2 separate regions of the Sus scrofa genome follow, and region 2 is linked to region 1. A link is a contact called in public Hi-C data. All regions are on one chromosome and are shown on one strand. The core of a region is the stretch at or near the end of the contact, and the rest is flanking DNA. Distances in the headings are between cores, read along the strand shown. Region 1 overlaps PMP22 (peripheral myelin protein 22). Region 2 holds the start of TRIM16 (tripartite motif-containing protein 16).

Region 1 (7,287 bases), core at 1,730-4,229:
CCTCCACGTCGCGGTGCTGGTGCTGCTGTTCGTCTCCACGATCGTCAGCGTGAGTGTCCGGCGCGAGGCGCGCGGGCGGGCGGCCGGGGGGGGCCCGGGGCTCACCCGGAGCTCGGCCTCCGGACGGCGATTCCAGCTGCGCTCCCTCGGATCCGTTGTCGTTTGCAGACGGCGAGTCTCAGACATCCCAGGGCGTTTTGCAGTTGCTGGCAATCAGCCCCTTTTCAGTTGTTTTGAGAAAACCAGAGCAGATTCCGGCAAGGAAGAAGCCAGCGCTGGCTGGGTTAGCGGCGCAGGCCTCTCTTTTAGCGGAAGAATTTCGGTGCCATCCAGCCCCGCCCCCTTCATGTGATAAGTTTTTTTTTTTGTTTTTTTTTTTAAAGCATTTTTCTTGATGCAGGTTCGTTCAGGAAGGAAGTGGAGTATTTAGGAAAATGGCATAGATCAGATGGGAGGCTTAGTTCATAAACCAGCCTTTAGGACTTGAAATTGGGAAGTTACACCTGGCTTTTCCTTAGGAGTTGGGAGCGCCAGGTCTGCTTTGTGATGGGGATAGGGCACCTTCTTAGAAAAGCCTCCTCTATTTGGAATAAGCCATCTAGACAACTGTGTAACCAAACCATCAAACATCAAGCTCATTAAGTTTTTTCTTTTTTTTTTTTTTAAAACAAAACAAAACAAAAGCTGCTCTAGCGGTTCCCAGGCTAGGGGTCGAATCGGAGCTGTAGCCACCGGCCTACGCCAGAGCCACAGCAATGCCAGATCCAAGCCGAGTCTGTGACCTACACCACAGCTCATGGCAATGCCTGATCATTAACCCACTGAAGCTCATTAGGTTTTAAACTCATTTTCCTAAAGATGAGCACAGACTCAGGCAGTTTTGTGACTGTGGCCCTAATAGATGGCACGATCTCAGCGTGGTATTTTTGCCCATTTCCAAGGCTGAGAAATGATTGCACTGGGGACTTGCGACTGGGTTTGTCTGGTTCCAGCATGGTGGCTTGTGCAGTGACACCGGGGAAGTCAGGGAAGGAGAGTCCGCTTGGATGCAGGTGTCCTGGGTTGAGGCCCAGGCTTCTTCTATAGAACACATGTCTGCACATCACTACGTGTGTGTGTGTGTGTGTGTGTGTGTGTGTGTGTCACTTTTCTGTTTCCAAAGTGCGTTTTCCTTGCAAGACCTTGGCCCTCCCTTCACTTGGTGTCTGGGCTGGACCTCTCGCCTTTCTCCAACATGACCGAGACCTCTGGCCAGGCAGCCCTGGGCAGGGCAGAGGCGGGCCCCGCAGACGGGTTGGTGCTCTTGGCCTCCCCGTGGCCTCCTCCCTTCCCCTTTCCTGCACCCCTCCCCTGACTTAGCACATCTGCTTCTTTCTAGCAATGGATGGTGGGCAATGGACATGCTACTGACCTCTGGCAAAACTGCACCACCTCCCCGTCGGGCAACGTGCAGCACTGCTTCATGTCGTCAGCAAACGGTGAGACTGGGTTTTTGTTCCACAGAGCTGTCCTTATCTGTCAGTGACATGTTTCTCTGTCTGGACCTGGCATCATGTGTTCTTGGAGGACACAGCTGGGGAGTTGTTGCAGGGGTGGGGCGGGCTGCCACAGGGGCAGGGAAGCCAAGGTAGAAAGAGAGGGGCTGTGGCTCCCTGGCTGTGCTGAGATCCTGGGGCTCGCTGAGCATTCCCTCTACCTAGAGAGAAGCCCTGGAGCGCCCCCCCCCCCCCAGTTATCACTTGTGAGCAGAGAAATGTAGACACTGATGAACAGTAATGATGCAAAACCTGAAGCAAAGCCCACTGGGAGTTTTGATCCAACTGGCATCTTTGGTCTGTTGGCAGAAATATTCAGGAATGTCCTGCATCTTTCTGGCACAGTGATGAGGGGCCATCCCAAGGATAGATGGGCCAGCTTTTGGTTCCCAGTTATGGGATTTCTTGTGCCTCAATGATGTCGTTTAGCATCAGAACTTTCCAGTGCTTCCTCTTTGCAAGGTGGGGCATTGAAGCTGTTTCCAAAACCCCAAGCTGAGCCCGGAAGTATTTCTACCCTGTCCTCGGCATCGTTACTTGTGAGATATGCGCTCTTGGATTCAAAGAGGGGTTAATTGGCAGCGGAAGCACACACTTAGGTATTTCCAGCATCCAGAGAAAAGGAGAGCTCGGAAGAGATCTGGTGTCTTTGGACGTGCAGAGGGATAGGTACATAGGATGTATTCTCTTGGTAGCTGGACAGTGTCTGGTGGCAGCATGGACATTGGAAGGATGAGGGCCAGGCTTCACGAGGTCTCGTGTTGCAAAGGACGTGTCACAGGCTGGAGAGGGAAGTTGCTGCAGATCTGACAGAGCTTTCTTGACATCCTGGCTTTGAAGACCAGCACAGTACAGGTTCCAGGGTGGCTGCAGCTACTCCTGCATCAAGTATTTCTGTTGAAGATGCTCCCGGGGAGAGAAGTCAGTTTAGGGGCACCTCCACAAAGCGGGTAGGGTAGTGGCCCTAGTTCTGGGCTGGCACAACTCAGTTTCTTTGCCAGCCTTTCCTCCTAGGGGCTCTGTGCCTGACAGGCTGTCACTGAAGGGTCACCAACCAAACGGCTCGAACCTCAATATAAAGAGAAACTGAGAATTGTTGTCGTTTCTGTGGGGAGGAGGCCCAGGGCTGGAAGACCCCGCATTGCGTTTCCACTATCCCCGGGGAAGAGGGGAAAAAGAAAGACCCCAGTCTTTATGGAAGGGAGCAGTCCTTCATGTTTTTTCTGGATCTGCGAAGGATGTTAAATTAAAACCACCCTGGAGGGTAGCACAGTGAGTTGGCAGCCAGGTGGATGAAACACTCAGGCACGTCGTCGGTGCATCTGCCCAAAGCACTGCTTGTCCCCAAAGCTGCGGCATCCGCGGGTTCCCCAGGCTGGGTCTGGCTGAGGTTCCCTGAAGACTCAGGATGGGAGGCTCCCTGCTCACTACTGACACCTGGTGGCCACAAGTGGTGACGCCACTGGAAAGTGCTGTTCTTCCTGAGACCTCTGGCCCCGCAGTTGCCTCGCCCAAGTGGCGTTTGGCCATGCGGAGTTGGCAGGGAGTTCTGGACTCTTAGGCACGGAAGGGGCAGTTCTGGCAGGCGTGTCCCTCCCCCGGCTGGGTTTCAGCAGAGATGAGTCGGCAGAGCAGCTGTGATCTAAATCGTGTTCAAATCGCCTGCAGGCAGGACGGCTGGCTGGCCTGCTACTGCCTCCCGCGGTGGGGAAGGCAGTCATTTCCGCCCTGGCAGCAGCTCTCCAGGAGCCCCAGGGTTCTTCAATCAGGAAGCATCCTATCTCTCAGCTGGCTCTGGGTGGGCGAACCTCATCCTCTTGGGTTCATTGACCACGGCTTCAGGTTGTTCCTCGTGGGTCTTTATCCACATCCGCGAGATTGCTTTCCGGGGGCCCCAGACCCCGCTTCTCCTCCACATCTGCCTTCTCAGCTCCCCCAGCGAGGGCGTTTGGAGGAGATCTGGACACTGGGGCTGATCCTATGTCAGAAGTTTCCATTTAGGCTTCTCCAGTGGTCTAACCCTGCTGTCGCCTTCGGATGTGTCAGCTTGTCCAGTCCTAATTCTGATGCGGGTGAACCCCTGCCGCCTCCTTAGCCTTGTCAACTGGGTTTAACCCTTTCTGTGCCAGACAAGAGGTGAAAAAAAACCACATGAACTCTGCTAGTGGGAAAGCATTCACGCGCGTCGGTATTTGCTCTCAAAATGCTTCAAACGCACTTTTTATTGAAGTGATTGAAAATAATTCGTTATCAATACAGATTTGTGAAGACTACATTGCGGGCATATGAAAATACGCACGCAATGTGAAGACACATTGGCTTACAGGATTTACTGTTTTTTTTTTTTTTTTTTTTCTGAAGGAGCTTGCTTTGCATGTGCAGGACAGAGATAGCATTCTGCCTTTTTTCGTTTTTGTTTTTAACGTATGTATATGAATAGTGCCTCTTGCCACGTTAACTGAATGGCAGTCAAATGTCTGTGTAATGGAGTTTGAAGAAGACCTATGAGAGTTTTCCCTCAAGCCCCCTCTTGATATTCGAGTAGTTTCAGATTTCTCACCCCCTGCCCTCAACTCTGTCTGCTTTTCCCGTTTTCTAATGGTGTTTGCATCCTTTCTGGCCCCATCCTGGTCCCCGCTGCAGGTGGAGGTGAAAGAGGCTTAGTGGAGGGATATGTTTATCATGACCTCATCTCGAACGCCTCGCAGCCAGTGACTGTTGGGTCCCGAGCTCTGTGATGAATCGCTGTGAAGGCAGCACAGGCCAGGTGCCCGAGTGGAAGTGGAAGTGCGGTTTCGTGGGAGGTGGGATTTGAGCTGTCCTCCAAAGGATGGGCAGGGTTTAAATAAACACGGGTGAGAGGAGGAGGCTGTTCTCTATGGAGGCAACGGCGAGACTGAAGCAAGGGGAAGGCAAGACAAGGACATGTTACAACGGTGGGCTCGTGTCCCAGTCGGCATTAAGGTTGACGGCATGAGACAGAACCTCTTCCGATGGTGGTGACTTAAAGAAGATTGTTTGTTTCCCTTTCTTTCCAAAGCCATGTGGGAGGAGGCAGCCCAAGCTAGGCATAGCAGTTCCATGAACTGTCAGAGTCCCAGGCACCTCTTAGCTCGTTCCTTTGTCATCCCTTGGAGTTGGCCCTTGTCCTCATGGATCAAAAGGCTGCTGGGGCACCAGCCATTTCATCCATGCTTCAAGCCATAGGGTAGAGAAGGGAGGAGGAGAAGGATGTGTCCCCCTCCCTCTTCATGAAACATCTCCAGCCAGACCACACACTTCTGTTTCTCTCTTTTACTGCGAGTTAGTCACAGAGTCACAGTGGCCAGGGAGGCTGAGAATGGCGTCATTCGGCTTCATGGGAAGCATGGCTTCTTGAGTCATACCCTTTTACAGCAGCTCTTCAGGGTCCTGGGCAGTGTGTGTGTGTGTGTAAATGTTATTTCGTGTTAGGAAGTTAGTGTGAGAAACAAATAGGTCCGGTCGGCCTGGATTCAGAACGTGGAGGCTCCAGATGTGGCCGGTGGGGCTGGAGAGGCAGCATCCGCTCAGGCCAGCATCCCTCCAGAGACAGGTGAGTCTTGGCTCTCAAGCTGCTAAGATCTCTGGCTGGGATCAGGGCATCCCCGGTCCTGAAGGTGCCTGTCTGCCCCAGGGCTTCACACTACGGGTGTGTTTAAAATCTCCTGACCCAGAAGGTTCAGCAAAACGTTTGCCTTGCCTTGATAAAGCTTTTTGTTTTGAATGCTCCCAATGATCCAGATATTAGCTGGGAGGGTGCAGCGCTGGCCTCTCTGTCAGCTTCAGAGCATCGAACTGCGGGTGGCCCAGGCACAGTGTATCTTCCCAAGTCCTCTGTCTCAGAAGAGAGGGGCACACTTGTTCATGCTGAGGTGTGAGGCACATAAAAGGCACACATTCCCGAAGCACTTTCACTTTGTAAAGAGGAGACCTTTCAACATGAAAGCCTGGAGGAAGGAATCAGGCTTTCCTCCTGTCTGCCCCAAAGCATCCTGGGTGACAGGGCAGCCAGACATGAGCCCTCCCATTGCTCAGGGGCACCGGCCAGCCCTCTTCTGCAGTGTGCACGCTGGAGCCGATCAGGTGACACCCAGGGCTTACTCACAGCCGCCGGGAGCTCAGGGCAGCACCTGACCAGTGCTCTGGGTTGAAAATTAGAAAAAAAGTAAGTTTCGTGTCTCCGGAGCCCCTGGCTTAAGCCCCCCATGTCTGTCGTGCCTGTGATGTCTGTTACTCCAGACTTGTCTCAGTTATCTGTTTGGTGGCACTGTCCCTTCGGCAAGGACACAGACCACATCCTGGTCGGTGGCTCAGCTTTTGGTCAGAGTTTAGAAAACATGGGAGGCCCTCTGGTGGGTTCATGTGCTGCAGTTGAAAATCTTTGAGGGTTTCCGGGCTGGCCGGCAGGCTCTGTCCCAGTCTGGCCTTGACTCGGCAGGCCCTGGGGGGTGCGAGGTCGCCGCGGGGGTGGAGGTGGGGGGGACGAGGTATCCCAATGCTGAGGTTTCAGCTCTTGGTCTCTCATCAGATGCCAGCATCTGATGCTGTCGGAACCCCCACGGCCCTTAAGGCTCAATCTCTGCCTTTTCAGAAATTTAAACTGCATCCCCAGGGTTTTACCAGAGTTGAGAAAGCAGCTCTTATAGTTGAGGAGCAGGTTTGGCCTTGGATGTTGGGTTTCGGTGCCTGGGAAAAGGGTGTCTGGCACGAAGCCTTCTGAGCGTGTGGTCAGCACACTCACGGACCCTGACGCTGGCAGGGACCCCAGAGGCCGTCAGGTCCATCTCCCTCCCCCGCCCACCAGCTTCAGACCACCCCGACCCCTGCAGGGTGCTCATGCTTCCAGTGTTGGGGAGCTCACTACCTTTCAAGACAGCCTCTGTCGTTTTCAAAGAGCAGACAGCATGGGCCCTTCATCCGTTCTTCAAACGTGTGGAGCCCATCCTAGCACTGGGCAGAGTTCCAGAAGCTGAGCAGGGAAGACCCCGCCTCTGCCCTGGTGGGACAGTAACTTGGGGGTGTGTGTGTGACATGAACGAGTCCCCGTGGGCAGTGGACGGTCAGTGCTCTGCAGAGAGCAAGTCGCCAGTGGTCACGGAAGGCCTCTTGGTGCCAGAGTCGTGTGGACGGAGGCTTAGAAGGCGGGAGGGACCTGTTGTATGAAGAACCACAGGAAGAAAGTTCCAGGAGGTGATGGGAGGGGCCCGGGTCCTGAGGCGGGAGGATGTGGGTGTGTCCCCAGCACCGGGTCGCAGGGCTGAGCGAAGGTGACCGACCGGCCGATGGCCGGGCCATGATGCAGAGGACAGTTTGGCAGCACTGGAGCAGGAGAGCAGCCTGATTGGATGTGTTTTGAAAGCCCCTTCTGGCTGTTCCCTGAGAAAGTGGATCAGCAGCAAAGCACTTGGACTTAGGGAATCTGGCCCAGGGCCAAGATCTGGGCCAGAAACTCACATCTGGGATCATTACCGTCCCGGGGGAAATTTGAAGTCACGGTGCAGGGGCATAGCTGAGAGGAGAGGCACAGGGAGCAGAGGGCCCAGAGTGGGGCGGGGGCCCCCTGTGGCTGGCGGGGCAGGAGGGGGCAGTTGGAGAGCTTGGGGAGGAGGGGCCGGTGATGTGGGGATGCCAGGAGAGGCCGTCATTAGGAACTCAAACTTAGCTTGGAGTTCCCCGGTGGCTCAGTGGGTTAAGGACCTAGCGTTGTCACTGCTGCAGTGGGGGTTCTGTC
Region 2 (6,770 bases), core at 3,199-5,698, 240 kb before region 1:
GAAGCCAGGGTGGTTGCTGTTTGCCCTGGGGTCTATCATGTCCCTTGGTGCTGGGTACTCTTTGACATAAATCCGAAATTGGATCTGTTTCTGAAGGCGAAAGAAATAAAAGCTAAAATAAACAAATGGGATCTAATTAAACTTAGAAGCTTTTGCACAGCAAAGAAACCATTGGCAAAATCAAAAGACAATGTACTGAATGGGAGAAAATATTTGCAAATGACATAACCAGTAAGGGGTTAATATCCAACACATATGAACAGCTCACACAACTCAACATCTAAATGCCGAGGTCCAGCCCCAGCAGCCAGGGAGCGCCGAAGGAGAGGATGGGCTACAAACGGCGCGGAAAGAATTGGAGCCAACTCCTCAGCTGCCTGCTGCAGAGGACCCAATTTATTAAATGAAAAGCCTCAGTTTTTATACCCTTTCACAATCAGGTTTCGTGTAAGATTTGACATTAACATTTGATTTAAAGCCCTTTTGTTCCCTCCACCCGAGATACAAAAAAAGAAGGTTAGTTAAAACATGTTCCTTTCAACTTTAGATTTTTCCTTCAAGATTACAAACTTAAAGTTTCACACTGTATTTTTCTTAAAAGGTCAACAACAGTAGCTATTCTATTCTATATTAAGAACAAAGCTTTAATAAGTAATAAACTATGATACCTAACATTCTTTAACTAACGGTGTATGTAGTTAACAAAACGCATGAAAGCTTTGGGCTCATGACATTCTTAAAACCACGATTTATTTGGCGCCAGCAAGCTAAGCATTTAACCTATTGTGCTGATTTACGTAAGTTCCAAACCACCAATTTCAATAGAAAGGAGTATTATACCCAAAATTATCAAATGCCCCCACAAAGGATGAAAGTTACAGGTGACACTGTTATTTGATAAAAAATATATCTATTATAGAAAATAGCAATTTATAGGCCAAACAACATTTTTCCCAGCCCCAAACTTCTTTTTAAATAAAGGGACTGAAATCATAAGTTTCCCCTGTATACTCTCACAAAATAGGTGCCATAAATTGTTACTCCAAAACAAAGGCTTTTTCCATTACATTGTTTAAACAACTTCATTCTGTTTTGGTTCAAGTGTTTTACGTACCCAGGGCAAATCTTTAGCAGTAAGAAAGCTGTGAATAGAGAAAGAAAAGGAAAGATAAACACAGAAAAATAGATTAACGTATTTTTTAGGGGATATCATTTTTATTTTCCTGGAGCCGATGTCTTTCAAGGGATTGCTCTGCAATCCTTCTTCTTTCTTCAGCTTGTCTGTAGCTCTGCTAACCAGACAAGCCTCATGCAGTTGCCGACTGTGGCTTTGCTTTCTTTACTGGAGCAGCCTTATGGCTCCCGACATCTAAAGACCAAACAACTGGAGTTCCCACTGTGGCCACAGCATGTTGTCTTGGCAGCAGCTCAGGTCACTGCTGAGGCACTGATTTGATCCCTGGCTTGGGAACCTCCATATGCCGAAATGTGGCCCAAAACAACAAAATAATCAACCCCAAACAAACTAATTAAAATATGAGCTGAAGACCTGAATAGACAGTTTTTCCAAAGAAGACATAAATGGCCCACAGGCACGTGAAAAGATGCTCAGCATTGCTAATCCTCCGGGAAATGCAAATTAAAACCTTGTGAGATGTCCCCTCCTGCCTGGCCACTACCTTGCTGGGCGGCTGGGCTGCTGCTTCTCCCAGCGCACTGGTGGTGACCACACCCTGGCTGGCCTGGCCCCAGATACCTCTACAGAGGTGAGTGCGGCTCCCTGGAATGTGTGGTATCCCAGAAAACAGCAAGATGAGAGATGCCATTCTGACTAGGTGCCGAGCAGCTAACCCACTTCCAGAAAACTGGCCAAAGCCACCAGCTGTCCTTGGACCTCTGGGGTGAGCCAAACTTGGAACCCATCTTCTGCCCCGCTGGGCGAGAGGGAGCATTTGTTACCTATTTTATTGTTTTTTATTGTTTCCTTTTGGCTGCAGCCATGGGCCCAGGATTGAACCCCAGCCAGAGCTATGGCCGTTCACCTGCTGCCCATAAGGGACCTTCCTATTATATATTTTAAAAGATTTCTTCATTTGGTCTGAGTAGGTCATTTTGCCATTTTACACCTAACCCACCAAGATGACTAGAGTTTAGTGTGTAATTACTTTGGGTTTTCTTAGCGCTGTTACGGAGTTTGGACAGAGCACAGTTCAAGGACTGTGCTAACCACGTACCACATAGAATGTCATGGCCTTGGTGCTAGGCTTCATGAGGGATGATTGGAGAGTGTGGGCTGGGTCCCGAGCTCTCTGTTTCCAGGGCCTCAAAGGCCCCCCAGAGGTTCCGGGCAGGTCCAGGGGCTCAGTCTAGCCTGTGGGCCCGGGGAGCTTAGGGTTGCTGATCAAGGGAAGGTCGTACCTTGTGGACAAACAAGAGGGACCGGGAAGCCAGCCAGGGCCAGGCCTCGTGTGGCTCAGCAGGAAATGACCCGTGTGTGTCCCTGTGGGGGGAGGTTTGGAGCTAAAGGCACAGCTGAAGCTGTTCCCGCAAACTGGGGGGGACCTCTTGGTACCCTTGCTCGGGTGGCTTGGGAGGACTTTGCCCATTTGAGGGCTTAGTCCCAACAGAGCCAATGGGATGGGAGGTGAGTGATTCTGTCCCTACCAGTTCCTGCCCCACGCCGAGTAGGGGGCGAGTTCTCAAAGTTCTTGGTAGGGAAAAGGACTAAATACCAAACCACAATGTGGCCCTAACACCCCAGGTGGCAGACTTGATTCAGGAAAGAAGGAAATTGTATTTAATTTGGAGAGAAGAGAGAGACCCTTGTTTTATGCAAGGCTGAATGTTCGGGGGCGGGGGCGGGGGGGCCTGGGGGACAGGAGAGGGTGGTGTGACATCAGGGGAGCAGGTGTGAGGGGAGGCCTGGGAGGGGTCTGGACGTTGTGGTGGGGTCAGCAGCACTCCCACCTCGGCTCTGAGACACGGCAAAGGAACCAGTGCAGCAGCGGGAAAGTGAGCTTCACCTAAGGCGGGGAGGCGGGGAGCCAGGAAGAGACTGGGAATGGTGGGCTTCCGGGGGCCATAGGGAACCTGGGTTTAGGAAACCCAGGGGGTGTTAGCCCCCATCTCCTGGTACAGGAGCGCTGGACCAGGGGCTCTGGGTGTGAGGAGGTGTGTTACAGTCCCTGGAAGCAGGCTTGGCGCTCAGGCAGCTGTGTGGTCTGAAGGCGCTGCTCTGGGCCTGGCAGTGGAGGGGGTTTGGAAGTTTGTAGAATTTGTGGTCTCCAGAGGGCCAGCACTCTCCAGGCCCAGCCTGGGCCAGACATAGCCCTGTCCCCCAGGAGCCAGATCGGGACTCTTTGTTTACCAGCCCTGACTTGGGCCAACCTGCCCATCTTAGAGATCAGGACACTGAGGTTGGGAGGGGACAAATGACTTTTCAAGGTCAAGCTGGGGCTGAAAATTCAGGTTTCCTGTTTTGTTTTTGCTTTTCTTTTTCGGCTGCCCTGCGGCATATGGAATTCCCAGGCCAGGGATCAGATCCGAGCTATACGTGCCACCTACGCCACAGCTGCGGCCATGCTGGATCCTTTAATCCACTGTGCTGGGCTGGGGATCTAACCTGCGTCCTGGTGCTGCAGAGACACCGCTGATCTCGAGTTCCACGGCAGGAACTCTCAGGTTTCCTGTTTTCCACGCTTCTGTGGAATGTCTGCCTGCTCAGGGCTCTGAGGGGGCAACAGAGATGGCTGGGCGAGCCCATGGGCTGCCGTGTGGGGCCAGCAGGACAGAAGGGGAGGCGGGGGACCCACCTGCAGAGGGGTGGGAGAAAGTGAGAGCTGGCTCTGCGCCCCAATTGGCGCCTGGGCTTGAGGAACGGGCCGCCAGCAGCCACCTCCCCACCCCCCTTCCCCAGAAAGATCAGAGGCTCTCTGGCAGGTGGGTAGAACTGGTAGAGTTGTTCTGAAAAGGCGGCAGAAAGGACAGCAACCCGATTTGTTAATGTTGGAGAAAAGCCTGGGAACGGGCCGGACCTGGAGAAGGCAGCTCCCTCCTCCGGGCTGGAGATTTGAAACCATGAAAGCAAGTGCCGGGAAACCTCTCCTGGGCTGTCCTCGTCGGTGGAAGAGGGTACTGAGCTCGGGTGCTCAGGAGCCCAGGTGTATGGCAGAGGGGCCGGGTCCCCATCATGACCACAGGCTCTGTGGCTGCTGACGACAAGTGCAGACCTGTGGCCTTCCTTGCGCTTCCACGCCAGGCAGCCTCTGCATTTCCCAGCGCCCTGGTCAGGGACCAGGACCGCCCCTTGGTCTGTGGTGGGACTCTGGATCCCGAGAACTCCCCCTGGTGGAGCCATGGGGAGGGTGAGGCCTTGGACACACCCCAACCCTAATCTCGGGGGCCAGCGGGACCAGCCCCCTTCTCTCTCGGTTCGGTGGGTTTCCTAGTCCATTGGAGCACATCTGAGGAGATCCTGGGGGGAGCTGTAGAGCCTCTGGGGGCTCTGACACTGGGGCAGGTGCCCTGGGATAACCCTGGGTGCTGTGGCGCCCACCTGGCAAGTGCAAAGTGGGCCGCGAAGCCCCACCCGGTGCCCCTTTCCTCCGAGGCACTTAGGTGCTGCCCACCTTGTCCCCAGCATCTGTGGTGGCTGCATCACACCCCCCATCATATGCTGTAATGTTGGAGCCCCCAGAATAGGACTGTATTTGGAGACTGGGCCGTTTAAAGAGGTAGTTAAGGTAGCTGAGGCCCTGAGGGTGGCCCTAATGCAGCTCTGACTGCAGTCCTTAGAAACAGAGGAGCTGAGGACACTGAAGGGGGACCGCTGAGGACACAGGGGAGGATGGCCATCTGTGAGCCAAGGAGAGGGGCCTCAGCAGAGACACCCCCTCCCCTGCCAACACCTTGATCCTGGGCGTCCAGGCTCCAGGGCTGGGAGCAGGTGCATTTCTGTGGTGAAGCCGGTCTGTGGTACTTTATCGTGGCTGCCACAGCAAACCCGAACCCCATGTCTAGGAAAACCCTGGTAAGCGAGCAAAGGGGCCACGCCCCTGTGGGGCCACCGGGTAGGTGGTGCGGCCAAGGAGGGCCACTGCTTTGAGGTCTCCGTGGGAGGAGACGAGCTGTCCCCAGGCTTCCTGATCGCTGCTGAGTGCCCTTCTGAAGCCCGACTCCTGGAACGTGCCAGAAGGTGACGTGGGAAAGATGAGACTCTGTCCCAGCCGCGTCCCGTCCAGGTCCGCGAGATGGGAAGGAGGAAGGGCTGCCCTTTCGCTGAAGTCTTTACATCCGGGGCCCTTTGCAAATTGAAAACAAAACACTGAGCCTGTCAAGCGGCGCAAACCAACATCGGCTTTTGACTGCAGAGTGCAGGAAACTCCAGTCCTTTCCAGACCGACCTGGTGGCCTTTGGGGGATGAGTGACTCACAGAAGAATGGAAGTTTCAGGGCTGGGCTGGAGGAGGGGCTTGAGCCTGTGGGGGGGCCCCCTGGGCTGCCTGGAGCCAGAGGAGTCAGAGTCGACAGCCCTGTCATCAGCACAGCTCATTGTCTGAGCCTGAGCTGAGTAGTGACCGGCTGAGCCTCCTCTGGGCAGGAAACAGTTAAGTCCTGCAGCAGCTGCAGTCAGCTGGGCGCTGAGGGCTGGGCAGGCGTGGTTCTCCTGTCTGGCTGGGCTGTGGGATCCTGGGCCACAGGGCAGAGGAAGCCCAGCTTGGTGGCAGAACTTCTACATGGCTGAATTGGAGCTGATGGCCCCAGGGCCGCTGCCCGGGGTCCCCACTCACCCTCCAGCCACTCTCAGCCCAGACTTGGCTTCAGCCAGCCTGGCAGAGGAGGACTCAGCCTCCCTGGAGAGTCCCCCAGGGGAGCCTGGGGGACAGGGCAGCCTGGCAGAGGAGGACTCAGCCTCCCTGGAGAGTCCCCCAGGGGAGTCTGGGGGACAGGGCAGCGGTTCTGCCGACTCTGCCGGGCAGGAGGGCCCCAAGGCCGAGGGGGAGGAGGAGGAGGTCCTGTGTGACTTCTGCCTCGGGGCCAGCAGGGTGAGGGCCGTGAAGTCCTGCCTGACCTGCATGGTGAACTACTGCCCTGAGCACCTGCGGCCGCACCAGGAGAACAGCAAGCTGCATGGCCACCAGCTGACCGAGCCCACCAAGGACCGGGACCTGCGCGTGTGCCCTGCCCACCGCAGCCCGCTGGTCGCCTTCTGCTGCTCAGATGGGCAGTGCATCTGCCGGGAGTGCGGCCAGGGCGAGCACAGGGGCCACACCTTGGTCTCCCTGGACACCGCCCGCAGGGACAAGGAGGTGAGTGCTGGGGTCCCTTGGGGAGGGGGTGGGGAGGCCGCACGTCCAGGGAGGGACTGGGCCTTGGCCTCCTCACTCCTGTGCTTAGGGTTCACCCGGGAAGGACTTGAGCCTTGGTACCTGCCTGTCCATCGGGCAGAAATCTCTTTTGCACTTGGCTTTGGAAAGTGGGGTGGGTCCCTCTGTCCCCATCTCGGTCCTGCTGTCCCTGCGCTCTCTCCCTCTGGGTCCTCTTGCTAGTTTCCTGCTGTGTGTCACTCAGCTTTCTGTGGCTGATGCGTCTGGGGGTGGGGTGCGGAAGGTGTGGGGCTGAGCGCAGCGGTGTTGCCCTCTGGCCTGATCTGAGTGGCAGTTAGTGAAATGTAAACCTGGGCAGGAATTCAGGAGAGGAGAGCCCAAACCTCCCCCCTGATTCCTCTTTTCCCCTTCCCTAAATGAGGTCAATAGAAGGGGCCCCTCTGG

The links. Hi-C and Micro-C count contacts between places; a contact is called where the count stands out from the background.
Region 2: a contact with region 1 is called in a Hi-C map of embryonic fibroblasts, with 2.3 times the contacts expected there. The contact joins the promoter of TRIM16 here to the enhancer-like site in region 1. A contact is called at or near these places in 2 of 47 Hi-C or Micro-C datasets (embryonic fibroblasts and heart right ventricle).

Annotation. Positions count from the first base shown.
Region 1 is chr12:58,696,288-58,703,574 of Sscrofa11.1, reverse strand. PMP22 (peripheral myelin protein 22) reads left to right here. Exons shown (of 5, transcript XM_021067896.1): 2 at 1-49; 3 at 1,379-1,478. Among named protein-coding and RNA genes, the nearest start is that of PMP22, 34 kb to the left of the region's middle. Within about 2 kb of position 2,979, at least 18 of the 83 cell types and tissues checked have an H3K27ac peak or open chromatin away from gene starts, as enhancers often do. A contact at or near this core is called in embryonic fibroblasts, where this site is marked.
Region 2 is chr12:58,938,320-58,945,089 of Sscrofa11.1, reverse strand. TRIM16 (tripartite motif-containing protein 16) reads left to right here and starts at 4,448. Exons shown (of 6, transcript XM_021067910.1): 1 at 4,448-6,308. The coding sequence starts at 5,736.